Linked DNA regions of Gossypium hirsutum: regions 2 and 3 are each linked to region 1. Evidence: chromatin contacts called from public Hi-C data. All regions are on one chromosome and are shown on one strand. The core of a region is the stretch at or near the end of the contact, and the rest is flanking DNA. Distances in the headings are between cores, read along the strand shown.

Evidence for each region. A called contact is a pair of places that touch in the nucleus more often than the background predicts.
Region 2: a contact with region 1 is called in a Hi-C map of leaf, with 2.0 times the contacts expected there. The contact joins the promoter of LOC107927708 here to the promoter of LOC107935860 in region 1. A contact is called at or near these places in 3 of 34 Hi-C or Micro-C datasets (all in leaf).
Region 3: a Hi-C map of hypocotyl shows a contact between it and region 1, with 4 times the contacts expected there. The contact joins the promoter of LOC107927733 here to the promoter of LOC107935860 in region 1. A contact is called at or near these places in 4 of 34 Hi-C or Micro-C datasets (hypocotyl, leaf and petal).

Annotation. Positions count from the first base shown.
Region 1 is chrA12:9,356,976-9,359,581 of Gossypium_hirsutum_v2.1, forward strand. It overlaps LOC107935860, which reads right to left and starts at 1,305. Exons shown (of 10, transcript XM_041082651.1): 1 at 1,020-1,305; 2 at 380-431. It also overlaps the pseudogene LOC107922147.
Region 2 is chrA12:9,779,807-9,782,412 of Gossypium_hirsutum_v2.1, forward strand. It overlaps LOC107927708 (urease accessory protein D), which reads right to left and starts at 1,317. Exons shown (of 8, transcript XM_016858823.2): 1 at 956-1,317; 2 at 800-865; 3 at 636-710; 4 at 491-535; 5 at 79-234. The coding sequence starts at 1,060. It overlaps LOC107927686 (bifunctional purine biosynthesis protein PurH-like), which reads right to left. Exons shown (of 12, transcript XM_016858798.2): 10 at 2,383-2,606; 11 at 2,067-2,193; 12 at 1,488-1,877. The coding sequence ends at 1,726.
Region 3 is chrA12:9,726,349-9,728,954 of Gossypium_hirsutum_v2.1, forward strand. It overlaps LOC107927733 (copper-transporting ATPase RAN1), which reads right to left and starts at 1,300. Exons shown (of 9, transcript XM_016858837.2): 1 at 741-1,300. The coding sequence starts at 1,070.

The sequences.
Region 1 (2,606 bases), core at 55-2,554:
CACAACTCAATTCAATCTGTAGCCACTTGCACAGTTTTATAATGAAAAAACTAGCACTGCCATTCCACTACAATAAACTATTTTAAGAAACAACACCGTCCACACTAATAAATAACCAATTTGTTTAAAAGACAATAACCTCACAAACAAGGTCAATCAAGCATTGCATTATTATATTGATGCACATAAATGGAATTAAATACAAACCACAACTTATAAAGAGCACAATATTTTTCAAGATAAATGAACCCAGTCTAATTTTTCGGGAGAAGTAATTCTTGCACTTGGATCATACCATATATTTAGCACAAATACCCTAAATTTAATTGAGAACCTCATAATAGAATTTTTGAAGTTAATTTTCTGTTAGGATTCTCACCTTCTAACAACTTTCAATAAAACTTTTAACGCAACAGAGAACAGAATTGAAGCTGTAAAAAACATTTCAACTGAATCATACATCTGAGACTTTTTTTTTTTGGGGGGGGGCAAAGTTAAACAAAAGAATCGAAGATACAAAGCAGTAGTTATAATGCATCTGAAGCAAATCTAGAACCCTAAACATGAATTATAAATAACGCGGATTCCAAGAAAAATATGCGAAGGAAATGGTGCAGATCAAACAAACATTCCACGAAACTACTTAAATCAATCCCACAAAGTGTGATCCCATACAAGGCAAATCCAACTTGAATACCGATTTACTTAAATCCATGATAAAACAAATAATTTATATGGTTGAAATGACAACATCGAAATTAAGTAGTAATAATAACATGCAGTGAGAGTCGGCAGTCTAATCTTTAAAAAAAAAAAAGAACTCTAAATATTCTCTCCAGCACTGATCAGACACTAAAAAAAACTATACTTCTGTACAAATAGAACCATCACCACGCCTATAACCAAATCGAAATATAAATTCGAATCGGAACTGAAAACCATAAACAGATTGAAGGCTATAAACTTTACTAAAATCTCACACTAATCCATAAAATAAATAAATAAAAGAGTATGTTTACCTCAAGAAGGGAAAGCTGTGAACTTTTAAGCAGCAAAGGAGAAGATTATTAACTTTCTCTCTCTAAAATTCGCTCATTTACTCCGTCGAAGATTGTGATTAGAGAGTCGTCTCTCTTTCTCCCTCTATCATGTCCTTTTTCTTTTTCTTTTTTTCTTTTTTCTTATATGTTGGTTTTGATCTTACTATTATTAAATTTTCTATTTATTTTTCTTTTGTATTTTTCTAGATCTATAAAATTTTGCCTCTTTACGACCTTTTCGACACGGCAATCATTATTTTTTTAATCTTTTCTTTTCCCTTCTTTTAACTTCCTTTTATTTTACAATTTGCTTGAAAACGTCGGCAATTTGGCCCTCGACGCACAGGGTGACCGCGTAGAATGCACGGAGCACTTGTTTGTGCGTGTTCATCTAGGTGGTGTGGGTCCCGCGGTGAGAGACGGACGGTTATGGGTTGGTGAGACTGAAATTGGTCAGTGCTGTGCGAACAATTTATGATTTCGATTATCTTAATTTTATATTTTTCTTAAATTAAATTTTGATGTTTTAAAAAATATTTAATCATTTAAAATAATTCTTTGATATTTTAATTTTCAGTTTTATTATAGTGCTAAACTATCCAAAAACAGTTTCGACGGCTGTTACTGAAATGGAGAGTAAAGTAGGCCGTGTTTTTCAAGCTTTGCTTTATGGGCTCATTTACCCCTGGCCAAATCCTGTGGGCTAAGATTTATCGATCGCCAAGTCCGGCAAATGTTCCAGATTACACAAGCTTTGCTGACGACTCACTCATGGTTGGTATTCTTTTCTTTATTTTATGTTGAAACTAAGGTGTTCATGGTAACTAATCCTCTAGCTGCGAGTATTTTTTAAAAAGATAAAAGTCATGAAACGTGTTTCATTTTCTTAGGTAAAAATTGAACTCCTAATATCATAGTTAATGAATAAAGTGAGCAACCATCACATCTCATAATTTTCCTTTTCTGTTTTCATGTCTAGTATATTTATTCAATTTTTTTTCTTGTCAAAATAAATGTATAATTTGATAGAAAAATGATTTCAGAGTGAAAGACATTACAGAATGTGTCTAAAACTTCTAACTATGATGAATGTATTAATTATGGATATGATATCGAAAATAGACCAATTTTATATTACTTTCCAATTCGAACTACCAAAAGCAATGTCTCCTTACATAATATGGATTCTAAACATTCATAATCTAGATGTGAAAGAGGCAAATTACTTATCCATCGGTCTATTAGTGAACTATCTCTTCAAAGACTGTGAAAGATGTTCTACTAGAAATATTCTTGTTATTGCTACGACTTATATTCCCCAAAAAGTGGATCCCACTCTAATGGTCCCAAATAAATTAAATACATGTATTAATATACGAAGACTTCCTATTCCACAACAACGAATATCACTTTTTTCACTCTTTCATATATTAGGGGATTTCACTTGGAAAAGAAAATGTTTCGTACTAATGGATATGGGTCCATAACCGTGGATTCCAATGCACAAGATCTTGTAATATTTACCAATTAGGCCCTATCAATTAGTATTAAATAGAAGAAATCAAT
Region 2 (2,606 bases), core at 67-2,566, 420 kb after region 1:
AGAGGCCACCATTTCTTTAATGCATCATGATCATAAACAGATTAGCATTACAACTAGAGGTGATAATGAGAATATTACGGTGTCAAGAAAGACAGGTTGATTGCCTTCGGCAAATATGCAGTTGCTGCTCCGATAAAGTTCAAAATCCCATTTCTCCCCACTCTCATGATGGCCGCTTGTAAACCAATCTACAATGATCAAACTTGAGTCGGACACCACTCTGAAGACCTGTTTCTGAGAATATCTTGCTGTGGAAAAACATGTTACTGGATCCGGAATGACTACAAATAGAGCACCACTACCAATTCTTGCCTACTGCATAGCAAAGCAAAACTTAGCCATTTCCACCGCAACCATTTATCTAAACACAGTCAAAATGTAGAACCTTTTTTTATAAAAGGTCTCACCCAAGATAAGATGTTAGCGTAAATTAGTGGTTATGCATCAGTCTGCATTAGCATGTGGGTCATAACTAAGGAAGGATAGTTACCTCCAAGACTTGTTCAGAACACTTGGATCCCAAAGATTTGTAGACCTAATACCACAACACAGGTGGAACCATGTTAAGAAACCAATGCGGTAAAAACCCAATTTGTAGTGCACCAATATGTGATCTCATCAGATAAAGATCAGACCTTTGTAGAGGATTGGGTAGTAAGAACAGCAGTGCAGCCATCTCCAATTGTAAATTCAACTGAAATAGAATCCCCCTGACAAAGACAACGATACACAAATTCACAACCCCCCGAAAACACAAAGAAATGATAGAAAGATTGATGTCTGAGTTACGAGAGAATACGGAGACAATGCCACCGCCATAGGTGAGGCTGTAAATCCAGACAGCATCGGTAATGGAAGAACCAACCTGAGGAATCAACCAATCATCAGCTTCAGTTGAAGAGAATAAACAAAAAGACTTGTTAGTTATCTGTTGTAATATAAGAAGAGAGAAAACCTTTCTTGGGATAATGAATTTAAGTGGATACTTTGAGAAGCTTCTTATCACTGTTGACTTTCCTCTCACCTTCTCCACTACAACCTTTCCCTTCTCCATTTCCATTTTCTACTTCCATATTTCCCAACCCCATAACAAAGGAACACTCTATTACAAATACTCATTGGGCTTTGTTAGAGGGCAGGCTGCTTTGTGTGGAACACTCTAACCCAAGTTCTATGGAGGGTTTTAAAGTTAAAAGCCCAAACTCAAAAAAGCTCTGTCAAGTGCTCGGTACAAAAGATCCTTGCTTTAGATTTACGTCTACTTGAGGTATTCATCTGCAGATGGTTTTGACTAATTTTATCACTCTTGAGAAGTGGGTGCTAGTTCAATTTGGAAATTGTGTTGTGGAAAACTGAATTAAAGTAAACCTATAGTGATTTCTCTTCGACTGAAAGAATCATTTGATTTGATGAACGGATGCAGGACCAAGAATATGCAGTTGGCCGTGTTGGTTTTTTCTTATGCCAGTGATCCATTGAGGACAATCTATATTAAGATCTCTTATTTCTATTATTTTGGCAAGCTCAGAAGAGCAAAAAATATGCACTGCAAAAATGCAGGGTTCATCGTCTAAAATTTAAATACAAACACAAACGTTTCTTATTTGTGAAGATTACAGCCATACAAATTGCACGACATTGCGGCAGCATTCGCTTGCATCCTCCCGCAACTACTCTTCCCCTTAGAGCACAAGTTGAACCCATGAAGGCAAAAATGAAATTGCATCAATGCCTAAAGTGTCTCACTTTTGTGAAAAGCAATGAAACTCCATACTTGTTACAACAGTCCACAGCATCCCCATCTCTAATGCTCCCACCAGGCTCTGCAATCACTCCAATACCACTTTCACAAGCTTCTTCCACTGCATCTTTCCAAGCTATTAATAGAAAAACACATCTTTGTTAGGTAACAGGTCATATAAACAAAAGAATCATTACTAGATTGAATGCCTGCATACAGGTCCATTACTTGAGACGTTTTCAGTATTTATTTGCATGTCTGTGTGCCTATGAAATTGGATCTTAAAAACAATAAGGAGCACAAAACTTTTCAAGGTAGTAATTACCAAATGGAAAGAATGCATCACTAGCCAAAGCAGCTCCCTTGACCTCATCTCCTGCTTTCCTCAAAGCTATTCTCAAGCTCTCCAGACGGTTTGGCTGCCCACTTCCCATACCCAACATACGGTTGTCCTGATGAGCGAATGTCAAAGGGTCATCAAATCTCATCATACTAAGCTTTTCTTTTCATGGCTGTTTTATCCAAACATTTTTTTTGGAAGAGGAAGGGTACATATTTATCATAAGGATCTCCAGGCCAACAAGATTACTAAGCACCATTTTAATCAGTACTGAATTTCCTAACAAAATGAAAGTTCAAACCTTTGCTATTACAATAGCATTGCTTTTGACATGCTTGACACACAGCCATGCAAATTCTGCATCACGAAGCTCATTATCTTGTGGCTTCTTCTCAGATACCACATTGAACTGGATATCTTGGGGGGTCAAGTCATCTGAATCCTGGGCTAACCACCCACCACCAACCTGTCGTAAGGAGAGCTTCCCTTTCTCATTCTTCTTTGCTTCAAGGATCCTCAATGTTT
Region 3 (2,606 bases), core at 50-2,549, 370 kb after region 1:
GGGAACAGCAGCTATTGAAATGTTGCATTTCAGCCAAATATGTACCTCATGACAGAGAATCGGTGAAGCAATAGAACAAATCTCCTCCTCCATGTATTTAAAAATAAAATACCCATAGACTGACGCAAAACATTTTCTCCATGATTACAACACCGGAAGAAGAGCAAATACCATAGATGCAGCAAAACATGTGATGCCTTGTGTGTTTGTTTAGAGTGAGAGGGATTAAACATCAGCAATCATCAAAAAGATGTTTTTGGATCCTGTAAACTTGAGAAACTAATAATTTACACAATGCAAATGGTAGAAACCATGACGAAACATTGACTAAAAGTCATATTCATGATCATTCTTATACAGAACTAGCCACATTTACAGATAAGACACCGTGAAAAATCAGATTTCAAATGCAATATTTAGAGGCATAATAGTCAATATAGCTTATGAAAATTAAAATGCGGAAAAGCTCCAAGACAAATAGCAAACAGTACTATACTTTAGCAAAAGTGTGGGAAAAAAATCACGCATTAAAATCAACTTAGGCAAATAAATGAAGAGAGTAGCTTGTCGACCTCAACCAACATTAATTAAGCCAATCTTCTGTAATTAAACAAATCCAATACCATAATCACAAAGTCAAACACGGAATAAAAGAAACGAAGCTAAAATTATCTAATGAAGCAAACCCGACAAGCGTAATTCTGTTTGAAAATAATGATCAAGGAAGAAAGAGCAGTAACCTTAACCAAATTAGGATCAAAAACAACATCAGCACGGTTCTGCAACAAAGCCACGGATGCTCTTAAAACCCCATTGATGCTCTTCAAAGCAGCCTCGACGGAATTGGAGCAGGCGGCACACGTCATCCCCGTTACAGTGACCTGAATTCTCCGCATACTACCTTCTTCAATACTTTCCAACTTATAATCTCCTGTTTCGTATGAATCTAAGAGTCGAGTACCTTCTTCCATGTCGTCGGGATCATCAGCGCGTACCGACGAGGGATACGTGGATCTCCAGACGCCGGCCGCCTGCGACGTGAGTTGCAGGTCCCTCGAGCCCGGCGACATTAGGGTACAGAAAGAAAGGAAATGAAAAGAGGTGAAAATTTGAGGAAAGAGGAAAAGGCAGAGACGCAGAGAACAAATCAGAGGGAAAGGAGAGGAGATTTGTTTATGTATATATAGAAAGAAAGAAAGAAAAAAAGATATATTGGAGAGAAAATGTGTTGGGAGAGATTTCCGAGGGAGATGGTGGAGACAGCAATTTTTCAACTAGAAACTTTGGGTTGGCTTGCCTGGCTCCACCAAACTACCAAATTGCCCTTGCAATATATATGGAATTACCGTTAGACCGCTTTGTACTTGCGAACAGTGTTAGAGTTGCACTACACAACAGGTTGTGGGGCCCTGTCATTGCCAGGGCAAGTCAAGGCTGCTTCACCTAATCTATTTCTATTTCAGTTTTCACCGATCAAATTAACTCCCTAACTTGATCCTACTATTTTAATTACAAAACCAACCTTCATGCTCCCATCCGTTTTGGTTATAACATCAACAAATTTCCCCCTTTTTCTTCGTTTTCCGTTTCTTACAACAATTTTCTACACACATTTATCCATTATCCATATATAGTTTCAGCTTTGCTTACACAGGATTTATGAATTTTCACTTATTATTTATATTTTTATCAATTTGGTCCTTTTTTCTTTTTTAGTTAAATTTCAACTTCAACCCTTTAAATAGGAGTCAACCTTAACCATTATTTTTTCAAAAAATAATTTATTTACTTCTTTTTGATGAAAATGTAGACTAAAATGTTAATTTTTTTAAATATGTTAATTTGTATGGTAATTCATATGTGATTCATGTATCAACATTTATATTTTTAAAAAAATTGACTTTCAAAAGAAGAAGAATGGTCAAATTTAATTTAAAATAATAATAAGAGTGAAATTTTTGTTTAAAAATGTAAAAATTGAGGACTAAAATTATGATTATATCAACTTTTAAATGTTATTTCAATTTGTAATATTCTTATTTATTAAATTGAATCAGATTTAATTTAAAATATTTTAAATAAGATTTAACTTAATCTATCAATAGATTTAAGAGATGAAACTAATAAATACCTGTTCTTGCCATAAAGCAAATTATAGTTGATTGTGGGGAAGAAGGAAATAATCTGGCATCAATCAAGTTATATGTTGTATGTATTGGTTTGTACTTCATACTTCGTACTAAACAAACTAGGTTTGGTTTGAAATTTAAGCTACATCTTCGTACATCTTTCAATCGTATTAGCATGTGTTGTATTAGCTTAGGTAAATTGTATTTCAATTTCTTGTAGTTAGTTACTAAGTTGTTGTCTTTCTATTTGTTTCTGTTAGTTAGCTGTAGAGAAAGTCAGTGTAGGATTTTTATTAGCATTGACTAGTCTTTGCAGCTCCTAAACTTTTTGTATAAGTATCAAAATCAGTCTCATCATTATAAGATTATTAGTCTTATCAACAAAAGAAGTAGACCCTATTTTGTTCTCTGGTTATCTTTTCTATTGTTCATAGTTCAGTTCTTTGTTTGGCAGAGTGAGATTTTGAACATGGTACC